Linked DNA regions of Mus musculus: regions 1 and 3 are each linked to region 2. The links are chromatin contacts, called in public promoter capture Hi-C maps. All regions are on one chromosome and are shown on one strand. Each heading gives the region's core, a stretch centred on a gene start, on an enhancer-like site or on the middle of the called end of the contact. The rest is flanking DNA. Distances are from core to core; before and after follow the strand shown. Region 1 holds the start of Abi1 (abl-interactor 1). Region 2 holds the start of Spopl (speckle-type BTB/POZ protein-like). Region 3 holds the start of Apbb1ip (amyloid beta (A4) precursor protein-binding, family B, member 1 interacting protein).

The links. Promoter capture Hi-C pulls out the DNA fragments that hold promoters and counts their contacts.
Region 1: a contact with region 2 is called in a promoter capture Hi-C map of the HPC-7 cell line. The contact joins the promoter of Abi1 here to the promoter of Spopl in region 2. A contact is called at or near these places in 7 of 39 promoter capture datasets (3T3-L1-derived adipocytes, the HPC-7 cell line, erythroid cells and 3 more) and 3 of 115 datasets of contacts at active chromatin or transcription factors (large pre-B cells, memory CD8 T cells and trophoblast stem cells).
Region 3: a contact with region 2 is called in a promoter capture Hi-C map of pre-B cells. The contact joins the promoter of Apbb1ip here to the promoter of Spopl in region 2. A contact is called at or near these places in 1 of 39 promoter capture datasets (pre-B cells) and 2 of 115 datasets of contacts at active chromatin or transcription factors (the 230-238 cell line and memory CD8 T cells).

The regions. Positions count from the first base shown.
Region 1 is chr2:23,037,680-23,042,215 of GRCm38.p6, reverse strand. It overlaps Abi1 (abl-interactor 1), which reads left to right and starts at 1,975. Exons shown (of 11, transcript NM_001077190.3): 1 at 1,975-2,267. The coding sequence starts at 2,151.
Region 2 is chr2:23,570,088-23,574,543 of GRCm38.p6, reverse strand. It overlaps Spopl (speckle-type BTB/POZ protein-like), which reads left to right and starts at 2,440. Exons shown (of 11, transcript NM_029773.2): 1 at 2,440-2,701.
Region 3 is chr2:22,771,381-22,775,858 of GRCm38.p6, reverse strand. It overlaps Apbb1ip (amyloid beta (A4) precursor protein-binding, family B, member 1 interacting protein), which reads right to left and starts at 1,532. Exons shown (of 14, transcript NM_019456.2): 1 at 1,338-1,532.

The sequences.
Region 1 (4,536 bases), core at 726-3,225, 530 kb after region 2:
GGTAGGTTTACATGTTTTGGAAGCTATACACATACACATATACATACACATACTAATTTAAGAAATAGAGGTCATGATTTTGAGAAAGAGAAAATGGGGGGCTACATAGGGAGAGTTGGAGGAAGAAAAGCAGGGATGCTATGATTTTATTATAATTTAAAATTATATATTATATATAGTTATATCTTAATTAAAATTATAATATATAAATAAATGAAGGGGGACAGGAGAGATGGCTCAGTGCTTAAGTGCATGTATTACTTTTGCAGAGGACTGGAGAACAGCTCTGAGTCCTCATGTTGGGTACCTCACAAGTGCCTATAACTCTAGTTCTAGGGACATGTACTGTGTTTAGTCTCAGCAGGCACCTACACTCATGTGCACACACCCACAAACAGACATACTCTCACACGTGTAACGTTTTAATATTTGGGAGGAACAAAAGGAAACAAAGAAAAGTAACGAATGCAGTCCTTCTCGATGAACACCTGTGGAGGGCCCAGATCTTGGCTGTTGAGAACAGCAATAAACACAGATGTGCATGTATCTCTGTGGTATGTAAACATACAGTCCTTTGGGCATATACCAGGAAGTGGTGGGGCTGAATCATATGTTAGTTAGCTCTATTTTTAGCTTTTTGAGGAACTTCCACCCTGGTTTCCATTGTGGCTGAACTAATTTACATTTCTGGTACCAGTGTCTAAGATTTGCCATTCCCCATGTCTTTGTCAATATTTATTGTCATTGTTTTCAACAACAATTTCCAAAAGTTTGCTGAGTACTGTTGTTACTTCAAAAATTGTGATTCTCAGTGAGTCCCAGAGAGGACTGGAAATATAGGTCTGTAAATAATATTTAAATTTAGGCAACTCTTTTCATAGCCTATTATTTCAAAATAATTTAATAGTTCTGGTGATATGACAGCTTGAAATACTGTCAAAGACCCTTTGAGACATTTGCAGAGCAAGTGATAAGAAATAAGAACAAAACAATTTTGTACAATGCAAGACAAAAACTCCTCCTCCTCCTCCTCCTTCTTTCTTATTTTTTCCTCTTCTTCTGTAGTTTCTCCTCCTCCTCCTCCTCCTCCTCCTCCTCCTGGTTTTTCAAGACAGGGTTTCTCTGTGTAGCCCTGGCTGTCCTGGTACTCACTTTGTAGACCAGGCTGGCCTCGAACTCAGAAATCCCCCTGTCTCTGCCTCCCAAATGCTGGGATTAAAGGCGTGTGCCACCACCATCCGGCTTTCTTTCAATTCTTTTTTTTTTTTTTAAAGATTTATTTATTTATTATATGTAAGTACACTGTAGCTGTCCTCAGACACTCCAGAAGAGTGGCATCAGATTTCGTTACGGATGGTTGTGAGCCACCATGTGGTTGCTGGGATTTGAACTCGGGACCTTTGGAAGAGCAGTCACTGCTCTTAACCACTGAGCCATCTCGCCAGCTCCCTCTTTCAATTCTTTAGGGTACAAATTATCCTTGCTTCATTTGTTTCTGCAATATCAAGCACTACTGCATGATGTACATCTGAGAATTGATAGTTTTCAGGGTTTTAAATGAATTGGGGCATAAGTTAAGAAGGCAAAGTCTCTCTTACAAAATTGAGGAAGTCAGGATTCAGATTTCTATTTTTAATCGTTATCTGATTGGATGCCTTTGACTTACTGACTTTCCTAAGTAAGTTCTGCCAATTTTCAATGTTCTCATAGGAAAAATTTCGTTGTCTAGATCAACTTGTGGCGCCATCTTCTGGGGCCTTAAGAAGACTCTCAAGATTTAAAACTGTATTGGTTTTTTTAAAGTCTTCCTAGTTTTTGGAAGTTCCTTAGACGCATGCGCGGCCTAGCCAGGAAGAAACTACAATTCCCAGAAAGCATTGCTATAGTGGATGGGTGGGGGACTCCCGTTGTCATGGGGGAAATGATTCTCGCGAGAAAGTGAGCCTGTGGCGGCTGTGCGTCCTGGGTGGAGGGGGTGGGGGGGAGGAGGCGGGGAGAGTAAGGAGGAAGAGGAGGAGGTGCAGTCCCACAATACCCGGCGGAGGGAGGGTGGGTGGTTGGCGTCTGGTCTGTGCGGAGCTCGGGTCCCCGGCGGACTCAGCTTCCTCTGTCTCTTTAATGCGAGAGGAAGCGATGCGGAGGGGTGGAAAATGGCAGAGCTGCAGATGTTACTAGAGGAGGAGATCCCGTCTGGCAAGAGGGCGCTGATAGAGAGTTACCAGAACCTGACCCGGGTGGCGGACTACTGTGAAAACAACTATATACAGGTGAGGAGCTTGAGCGGCCGGCGGGGGCGGCTGGGACGACAGGCAGGCTGGGCGCCGTGGGGACTGCCCTACTCCGCCACCCTCCGCCCCAGCCCGAGCGGCGGCCGCCGCGGCGATACAGGAAGTGGCCGCCTTGAGAAAATGGGTGAGGAGCAGGGCCGCCGCGGGCGCCGCTGACCCGATGCCGCTCCCCGCAGCCTGCCCGGGGCCGCCTGTGCTCCCCACAGCCTGCCCGGGCGTTGCTCCCTAAAGCCTACCCCGGCCGAGCTCTGCTTCTCGCCGTCTGCCCGGCCCAGCTGTGCTCCCCACCACCTGCCCTGGCTGAGGTCTGCGCCTAAACCCCGCCGCTTTCCCCGCCAGGGATCTGTTTCCTGCAGCCTTCCCAGGCCGGGACGTGCTCCCGGCAGTCTTTCCTTCCCGGTCTCCGCTCACTGCAGGCCGCTCTTCTTAGTCGGGCTGTATTCAGCTTTGCCTCTTTTGGCTGCGGTTGGTTCCTAAGACCCCCCACAGCCTTCCCTGGCTGGGGTCGGTCCTGGCTGAGGTCCCCCTGGAAATCCCGCAGCCTCCCTTGGTCTCCTTGGAGCTCAGACTTCGCTGTCGCCCCCATGTCCGGTGTGATGAGCCTAGGACTGGGACAGCTGCGAGAGGAATGGGCAGGGAAGGAAAAGTGGGGTGTGTGTGTGTCGTTGGAGGGTGGGGTGAGGGTGATTATGTCAGTTCATCCTAGAGGGTGTGCCTTTTATTTATTTAAAAAAATTGTCACGAGTCACATTTGTACAGACCTCCTAATCGAGTGCGGAGAGTGACTGCTGAGGGTGTGATAAAATCCATATTAAAATTCTTTTAATTGAAGGAAAAATGCGTGCTTGGCGATTTTCAAGTTGGGCTTTTCCTCTTCCACCTCCTCATATTTACTTCCGCTTTAGCATAATGTATACTCGTTATTATAAAGCACGAATGATTCATAGGGAAATTCAGTGGGAAATCTGTTAAATACTTTTCTTCCTCTAAATGTTCTTGGACTGTTGGCCTTGAACGCAGTAGTGTTATCGTGGTTGCTTATGTTCTGAGATTTCTTTCTATACTGAGTTAATACATAGAAGAATATGAATAAAGTAGATTAGCAAACATTATGTAGTCTTTAAGTCATAACATAGAATTGCTCCTTAATTTATCAGGAAATTCTTGGCACTTTTACTATGCCATGCTTGCTTGTGTTTATCAGCGATTGTAAGTGAATTGTATGTAGTAGTTTGACTTGTCCCTATGGTTGAGTAAAAATTAACAGTTTTCACTAGAAGCAAATACAGTAGTGGAATTCTTTGTATCAGATAATGAGAATAGAAATTCATTTCTTGTTGATAAGGCAAAACCAGAACAGTCTTTGAAAAATAAGGAATATTGTACTTTGGACCTGCAGTATTTCTTAAAGTGCCTTTCATGTGATTATCATTTTCAAGAGCGGCTAATTTCTGTTCTAGCAGATTCCTGTAGATTTTGTTTTCAGAAGGAGATGCTGTCTTGAGACTTGTCTGAGTATTTGTCATTTTCCATATTAGTAACATTCTATCTGGAGTGGTACTCCAAGGAGTTTGTCTTCCTACTCTCGTTTCCAGCCTTTGACTTTGGTAATCTACTCATAAACTTGTTGAATGCTTCCTGTGTCTTCTGTATAACTTGGTTTTGAAAACTATATGGCTGTTTAAAAACACATTTTAAGCAGCAGAAGGGCTGCCTTAACCACTGTTAAGAGCAGTTGGTGCTTTTGCAGAGGACTCGGGTTCAGTTCCCAGCGCCCTCATAGTGGTTCACAGCCATCCTTATCCTAGGGGGTCCGTGTCCTCTTCTGACACCTGTGGGCACCAAACACACATTCAGTACACATACACACATACACACATGCATACACATAGGTACGATGAGTGAGTTTAAACCTATTTCAAAATCATACAGAAATGTGGATATAGTGTGGAAATAGAAAGGTGATCTTGTATTTTATAGATACTAAAAAATGTACATCTTTTATTTATTTTAGTATGAAAAACCTTGGGTTTGTTGCATCTTTGGTTCCCAGCACTTGTATGAGGCAGGTTACAACTACCTCTAACTCCAGCTTCAGGGGATCTAACACCCTATTCTGGATGTATGGGGTCCTGCACTCAGGAGTGCATGGACACATCCACAAACAATTAAAAAGTGGATAGACACACAATTTAAAGCAACCCACTTTAATTGGTAATAGTGCTGATTAGGATAAGTAGTTGTGCTA
Region 2 (4,456 bases), core at 1,191-3,690:
GGGCAGTTAAGGTGATCTCTGAGAGAGCATAATGACTGAAGTTAGAAAGACTCCCTGGTAGGCAAACAGATAGGGAGAGAGGGCCATGGTTTGGTACTAAAGGTGTCAAATTTCCAAGATGGCCAGTGTGGGGAATTGCAGGCTGGTCTCCAGTTGAGCTGAGGTCTGAACCCCGATGGTTAGAATTCACCTACATGACATGGTAGGTGTTCCCTCATGCTCCTGGAACTCCAGCCCCTGCCTAAGGTACCACCTCCCACAGCCCCCACAAGGGAAGCATGGTCAGTAGCTAAGCTTCTGACCTTCAGGCTAAACTCCTCCCCAGTTACCTAGCAATGGTGAAGACCATAAAAAGGGGTGCTCAGCCCCCACCTTGCTTTGTCCTCTCACCTCTCACTTCTCTCTCCTCTTCCCTTTCCCTTTGTCCTCTCTCTCTCTCTCTCTCTCTCTCTCTCTCTCTCTCTCTCTCTCTCTCTCTCTCTCTCTCCCTCTCTCTTCCTCCTTTCTACCTTCTTTCTTTCCCCTGTATTTCTATAATAAAGCTCTTAAAGAATAGAGTCTCGTCTCTGCTCCATCAAGGCCCACTGCACAATCTGGTCAGTGTTGGGAACTTCTTCCCCTCATCCATCTCTCCTACAACCCTGGTGGCTTTAGCAAAGTAGCTCTGGGGGGTTGTCCCAGGCAGGGCTGCCCCCTGGCCACCCCCTGAAGAGTGGGATAGAGGAATGCCCACCCAGGGATGGGTGGATAGTGTAGGTAGCAGCCCTGACTGACCAGAGAATAGGGTCTTTTTCCTATCCCATTTCTCCCTGCCCCCGGGCCCCCCCTTTATTTTTTGTCCCCAACAGGCCAGCTTCTTCCTGACCTTCTTGACTTGAGACCAAAGCCTTGTAGCCTTTGTCTTCAGCCCATAAGCTCCTGTTGATGGACTGACTCAACAGTTCAGGACATGTTACACAACTTGAGAAACAATCAACCATCCTATCTTTCTTCAAACTGAGCAACCTCCAAAGTAAGGTAGGAAAAAAAGTTCAGGGCTTTAATAGCCTAACCCTCAAGAAAAGATTTCATTTTTGTCTATTAAGTCACCCACTATTCTGCTTTGCACAGGGTCTTTTTCTGTGTCTGCTGTGTGCCTGTTTCCTCATTCCCAAATAAATATATTCCTTTAGCTACTGATTCTGTTTGCAGAGCATAAGATTTCTCTGTTGTTACCTGGGTGTTCAGTTAACTAGGGGCTGGATTGTGGTAGTTATGTTTGTTAACTTGATAAGTCTCAGACTAAGTCCAAAAAAGGTGATCTGACAGTCTGGATTCATCATTGTGCTTCTGCACACTGGATGCAATGTGACCTGCTGCCTTAAGCTCCCATTACCATGTCTTTATTGCCACGATGGACTGTGTTTTCTTAGCAATCCAAATAAATCCCTCTTTCCGTACATGGCTTTCCTGGGGTATTTTGTTGCAGGAATAGGACAAGTAGCTAATGTAAGAGTGCCAATAACCAAGTTGTGGTATCATCCATTTCTATAAACTCCAAATGGCTAAAGAAAGGAAGCAGTAACCTTAATATTACCATTTTTAGTTTAGTACGGTTCACTCTCCAGTTGTTGGCTGATCTTGTACAAAGGAACTCTACAGACTCCTTTCTTGTATGAAAAGTCCCCTTCATTCCCTCCAACCTAAAATGCCTTACGTGCAACTATTTACCCACACAGACTTGGGTTTCAGCTTTTAATACAGTTTGGGGGTCAGAATGGGAGGTGAGCAAACGTTACACCCAGATGCAGTCTTAATGGGCACAGGGCCTCACTGTTTCCTCACTGTAACAGGATTTTCTGAGTCAGGAGGCATCACTGGGCTTCTATCTATCTATCTATCTATCTATCTATCTATCTATCTATCTATCTATCTATCTATCTATCTATCGCTCCGGGCATCCCTGGGCTTCTATCTATGTATCTATGTATCTATCTAATCTACCTATCGCTACCTACCTATTATCTACCTATCTACCTATCATCTACCTATATCTACCTACCTACCTACCTACCTACCTACCTACCTACTTACCTACCTACCTCTATCTATCTATCTATCTGTCTGTCTATCTATCTATCTATCTATCTATCTATCTATCTATCATCTATCTATCAATCATCTATCTATTGCTCGGGGAAAACTTCCTATCTACCTCTATCTATCTGTCTGTCTATCTATCTATCATCTATCTATCTATCTATCTATCTATCTATCTATCTATCTATCTATCTATCTATCTATCTATCTATCTATCTATCTATCTATCATCTATCTATCAATCATCTATCTATTGCTCGGGGAAAACTTCCTATCGGTAGTTGCGAGGTATATGGGAAGCAGGAAATTGCTCGCAAAGCCGCCGCCGGAAGTTCCGGGCCTCGGAGCAGGAAAAGCTACTTGGCGCACGCGCCCTGATGACTGGCGGGGCGGAAACTGGACGCCCGAGCCTCAACACCTAGAGCGGGCTCGGGCTAGGCGCACTCTTTGGCGGCGGGTGTGTTTAATCTTGGGGAAGAAGTTTAGCAGCCGGTGAGGACAAGGAGGGAGGCCGGGAGGAGGATGCGGCTTGGCCGGGGGGTGCCCGCTGCAGGAGCTCGCCGCCGCCTCAGCCTCGGTCCCCGGGGCCGCCGAGGGCCCGCCCGCCGCCCCGCGTGTCCGGGTAGGTGTTCCGGCCGCCGGCCGGTGCTGGGCTGCCTCCCTCTCAGCTTTCCAGTCCTTGGTGCTCCGGCCCACGCCCTACGGCCCTGCCCCTCTCTCCCTTAGGCGGTTCTGCTTCCTCTGGACGTCCATGTCCCTTCCGGAGTGCAGTGCTGCGCTCCCCGGTCCCCCTTTGCTCGAGTCTAACTCCTTCCTCATCTGCATCCAGGAATCTACTACGCCCGCACTTTTATGCCTTCTCCTGTCTTCCTGAAGCAAAGAACTGCACCCCGATAGTCTTCATCCGTCCTCTCAAATGGGTTCTGAAAGCTGTCGTCCCTGTTAGCTCATTTTAGGGCGCCTTAAGCTCCCCGGACCAGGAGTGTCCGTCTCCAACCACATTCTTGCCCCTAACAGCTCATATTTACCAGGACATGACAAGCCAGCCCCATGATTAGGGTCAGTTCTTGAATATAGAAATGTGTCTTCCCTTTTTATCTTTTGCTGCTGTCTTTCCTGTTAATTCTCTATCTTAGGTATGCATGTTTGTGTTGACCGAAAGGAAAAGAATGATAGAATTTTCGCCCTCCAAGAAATTGACAGTCCCTATAGAAATAAAAGCCACTCCTTCAATTTCCATGACTGAATACAGTGCCTAAGCTGTCTGCCCATTTTCCCCTGGTGTCTGACACTTCGCATATATCTGAATAATTTTGGGCTTAGTTTGCCCCACTAGGAGACTTTACTTATATTCTTGTACAGTTGAAACCTCCTCTTTATTGGGGTGGAAGGAGAAGTAGTAAAAGACTGGGGAAATTACATTCCCCCCACCCCTCATGATAGAAGTGGCAGAATATTTCAAATTATTATTCCCACATTCCTAAGAGAAATGTTGCTCCATGGTTAGGAGCTCAGAGAGTAGTTGAATTGCCGAACATTCTACCCAGCAAGCTCGGTTCTGGCTTTGAGAAAGTCACTTATCTTTTCCAGCCTTTAGTAGTCGTATAGCTATAAAGAAGGTGGTGACAATACTCTTTGGTAGTAGTGCTTGAACAAATGAAATGCAGGTAAAGTACCTGTCAGGGCCTGGAATGTGCTAAGTGCTTCTGAAATGTTACCCTTTTATAGCCTGATTCTATTCAAGTGCTGGTAAGTTGATTCTAAGAGAGGAAAGTAAGAATTGAGAGGTACTGTGTTGTTATTACTTAACGTCCACTTTTGGTGTATATAAGGTTTGTACTGCATTATTATGCCAATTAATGTGTGTGTGTGTGTGTGTGTGTATGTGTGTGTGTGTGTATTTCAAATACATGTTTTAGCTTTATTTATGTTCCCTACTTTTGCATAGGAAAATCGATGAGTTCCTGTTTCAAATATCTGTTTGGAACTTGTAAAACTCTATCATTGCTTTCAGATTTTTTCTGAAAAAATACATAGCAGATTTTTTTCACAGTAGAAAAAATACATAACAATATTATCACTATAGGTGAAATATTCAGAGCTGAGTTGGTAGCCTACACATGGCTTTTATATTGAATTACAGGAGGCAAAGACATTCATTCATATTCCTAAGCCTTTACCTGTTTACTAAAGTTCACTCACCTGTTGAGTAAGGTTTGCAGTCATACAGAATGACTTAGAGTCTGTTATCCTTTGCTGTCCCTCAGACTTGCTCTTTCCTAGCTGGCTAATTGAGATAAGCTTCTCACGTTTCTAAATATCGTTTATTTTTAAAAATTGGGATCTAGACACTGAGGCTTCCTTTAGGTTGTGTAGA
Region 3 (4,478 bases), core at 283-2,782, 800 kb after region 2:
AATACAAGATTGAAGCAGCATGTGATTCACCGGATTCCTTCTGAGCACTGTTAGTGTCTCCATTCTTATGTGGTATAATCTCATTTATCCCCGAGTTCCAGTGTGGTTAAAATAATGTAATTAAGTTCATCTCTGTGTGCTAGTATCCTAAAGATGTAGAGCAACAACTGGAATCTCTACCAAGTACCAGAAAGGTCACAAATATTTATAAGAATTTACAAGTTAAGTGCTAATAGTTTGAAGATGACATTACATTTGCTAGACTCTGAGTTCACTGATCAGACAGGAGACACCACCTGGAAGGACATTGGGTACAAGCGACTCTTTTTCTTATCTTCTGCTATCTTGCTAGCCAGCATTCCTCTTCAGGCCCACGTGCTCCCATTTTAGGGAGGCCCAGAAGGCAAAACCCTCGGTTTAGTATGAAAGCCAAAGTTTCTTTTCTGAAGTTTCAGTTTGGAGTCCCAGATTGGCGCACTTGCTTTTGTTCACACCATATCACTGCCGGTATGGAGGATAAACCCACAGCCTCTTGTCTGCTCAGTTTTCCCCTTTACTCGGCGTTCCCATCACAAAACTACTCTTTGAACAGAGATGCTGAGACGCTCTAGGAGAGCACATGTCACTCTGCACCTTGGTATGAAAGCTGAGAAATACATCGCCAAGGGGAATGAAGAGGTACACGTGATAAAGTCCGAGCGAGGGGCCTGTACTGGGGGTTCTAGCGGTGGTGGTGGCAGTGGTGGTGGTGGTGGTGGTGGTATACAAGAGCATTCTTGTCTTTCAATATATAAAGCATTTTCTGAATCTTCACTCCAAACTAAATTAGGAAACCCTTGTCTGGTATTCAAACTTATCCTTACCACATTTTTTACAAAGAAAAGGAGACTGAGAGGGAAAGACAGGCTTCAAAAAGCAGAACTGCAGTTAAAGTTTTAAATGAAGGGAAACACTTTGAGCTATGTGTCCTCTGACTCTCAAATGAGTCTCCTCAGACTACCACTTAATGTGAGGTGCCCTAAAATGCCTCAGGGGATGTTTTGTTTCAAGATTAGCTCAATTTAATGTGGGGTCCCTGAGACCTGGTAACATTTCTTAAGCAGAAAATCTGTTAAAACAAAACGCAGTGGGGAGAAGAGGGAGCCACAGGTCAAGAGCACAAGAGGTGCCCAGGGGACCTGAAGCTTCCTGGCTGCCAGGGGAAGGGGGGGGGGGCGTGTTCACGTGGCCGGTGCGTGGACCTGTGCCACAACTGTTGTCTCCCCCACCCCCATAGGACACGCAGTGTGGCAGCCTGAGTACCCCAAACCCGTGCGCAGGACTAGGGTGCCGCTTACCTTGACTGCTGGGAGGAGGGTGCGAGGGGGGCTTGCAGAGATGCGAGGAGGCTGTGCAGAGATGCGCGGGGCTGAGCCAGAGATGGGCCGGGTTGAGCCTAAGTGCACCGGAATGAGCAGAGATGAGTGGTTGGCGCCTCTGGGCTGGACCGGCCTCGAGGCGAGGACGTGGGCTCAGGGAGGAGGAAGTGCTTTGAGCCCTGCCCACCCGGCGGCGCAGACTCTCGGCTTTGCACGGAGGTGCTAGCTAGCAAAGCCCTGGAGGAGAATAGACAGACACCAAGCCCCGCCTAAAGGGCTCCGCAAGTTTAGCAAGTTCGGGTTGTTTTTTCCAAACCCTGTCCACCCCTGGAAGAAAACACTTCCTGCCCTAAGGTCAGAGAAAGCCTTCTCTCATCTGTGTGGGTCTTGTGTTCTTTGTAAGAGTCTGAGACTAACGCCCAGATGCTAGTCTGAAGGGTTAGTGCTCAAGGGGTGCTCAGGACTAAAAGTCTCAGATTAGCTGAGAAACTCCCTACAAGAGAGTTCACCAGTCAGTAACACCTGCAGGCAGTTAGTTCCCAAGGAGATCTAAATATCAACCTACGTTGGTTACAATTTTGAGACTTGAGCGGAACAGATGTAAGTTCCCTTTTCTGCCCCACAAAACCGTCAAGCTCCCTGAGCATCTGCGCAGCCTCCACTTCCCCCAAGACTGCCTCCTTTCACTGTTTTAATAAAAGGACCCTCTGCTTCTGTTGAGGCCTGTCTTCCGTTTATTTTCACATCGTGTGGATCAATCCCAATCTATTAAGTTCCACAAAGGGTAAAGGGGCCAGCTTATTTTGCAACAGCCTTCTATGTCTTTACCTCAACCCTCGCTGCACTTCCTCAATCTGCCATTGTCTAAGACTTCCTGGACCAGCCCAGAAGGGGACGTTCCAGTTAGGGTGGACAGAGAAGTGGTGCAGTGTGATGGCCTTTGTGCCAGAGTAGATCTTTCCCTGGGTGGAGGTAAAGGAAGGGCTCAGCAGGTGTCTGTTCTCAGTGGAGACTACTCTGATGATGGGCTGTGGTCCCTCCAACATCTTTATTTTTTAAAGTCAGAGTGTAATTGTCACACTGGCTGTCCTCGAACTTACAATGTATATCAGGCTGGCTTCGAACATATAGAGATCCTCCTGCCTCTCATGTGCCACCAAGATCACTTTCTGGTTTTGTTCTTATGATTTTGTTTGTTCATAGCTTGTATATCACAAGATTGACTGGGACTCACTCTGAGAGAAAGTGTTTAGGGAGATCTGAAAATACAGCCACTAAAATCAATTATGATTTTAAATGATGATTGAGTTAATTTCTCTTCCTCTACACAGCTGTGTCTTTAAGGGTTCACTGTAAGGCAAAATGGTGGAGACATGAAGATATAAATTAGACATATAATTAATTTCAGATAGTTCCAGTACTCAATGGGAGACTATATATAGTTTGTCTAAGAAGAACATAAACAGCAGTAACAGAAAGGATTGCTGCTTTGCTGGATGGCACACCCTACTCCACAGAAAACAGCTAATACACTGCATAGTCAACATGCTGAGAAAGAATAAAAGGTGACGGTATAAAGTAATGGTTATGCTGATAGGGCTTCTATGTCAATTGGAGTTGTGGAAAAAGATCAACCTTATGACCAGCATTTGAGTCGGACCTAAATGAAAGGAGCCATCCAATGATGTTAGGAGTTTTACACAAGAATATCCTAGAAAGAAAGGTTGATACCTCTAAAGTCTTCATTTAGGACAGCCCTTGAAGAGCCTGGAAAAACATCAAGGAAACTAGTAACAGTATGGCCTTGGGTGGCGAGAAGAGAATGGAAAAGAGACGAGGTTATGAAGGACACGATGACAAGATGGTTGTAGAGGCTGATGTAGTGAGGTGGGATGCCATTGAGAGCAACAGAAAGCAAAAACAAGCAACAGGATGGAGAGCGATTCTCCCGAAGAGAAAAGATGGTCAGAGAGTTCTGATGATAAGGACCAGTCATTCAGAAGCTCGAAAAGCATCCCAAGAGATGATCAATGGGGTGTGTTGAGCCAAGAGCAGAAAGATAAGATGTCAGGGTTGCAGTAGGGTGAAAGAGGCAGGCAGAGGTAGAGGATGAGGGGAGAATGTGAGCAAGAGCCGGATTAAGTAGGACCTGTGGTCAGTCAGAGGACTTCGGGTTGTACTGTAATAATAATGGACAGATAGTAGTAGGAATATAACAACTGGGTACGTTCTTTGATTTATTCTAGAAGTCATCATACGGTTTAAGGAACACTTAGAAAAGCAGTTGAGTGGGAGGAAGAGGAGAGAGAAGAGAGGGATGGAGGGAAGAGGGAGGAAGAAGAATATGAATGAATTATACTTAACTTTACCCTTACTGGTTTGTGGCAACACTTCAGATGAAACGGTTGGTTGTAAATGGTGGTTGCTGAACCCAACTTGTGGCTCAAGCCCCTAATCCCAGCACTAGTTGAGTTACAGAGGTGGGGGTGGGGAGCGAGAGGGGAGTTCTATGTTCAAGTATAGCCTGGAGTACTTAAGGAGATTTTTTTTTCTCAAAGAGAAAAATAAATATTAACATTAAAATAATGGTAGCTTCCAATAGCGTACTAACAGTAGGAACTGTGATTTGCTGATGGGCTCTGGGTGGAGATGGGGGACTGCCAGAGGGTTTAGAAACAGTGTGACCTGAGTCACTAGCAGCTCTGGTAACTAACCCAGAGGTCAGCCTCTATAGAAAGGTAAACAGGAACCACTCAAGTTAATCAAGTCAAAGATTTGTCCTCAAATCCTAAGGATAACAAAACTATGTTCAATCAGACTTGGAACTGCAATGGAGGGATTGTGTTTCAGAAAGAAATCACCCTGGCTGTACCATGGGGATTGCTAAAATGAAGAAAAGAATGGACACAGGGTGATTTCCAAGAAAGTTGGGAAAGAAATTATCATGGGTTTGTTTGTTTGGTAGCCATGGAAATGCAAAGCAATGGATGCATGAGGAAGATGTTTGCAGGCTCTGCTGGCAGGAGGCTGTGGTGACTGGACATGAATAGAGGGAGGGGGATGGTAAACCTGCATCTGGAGGAGATGCTCTGTTAGGATGGATGACAGTTACCAGGCAAG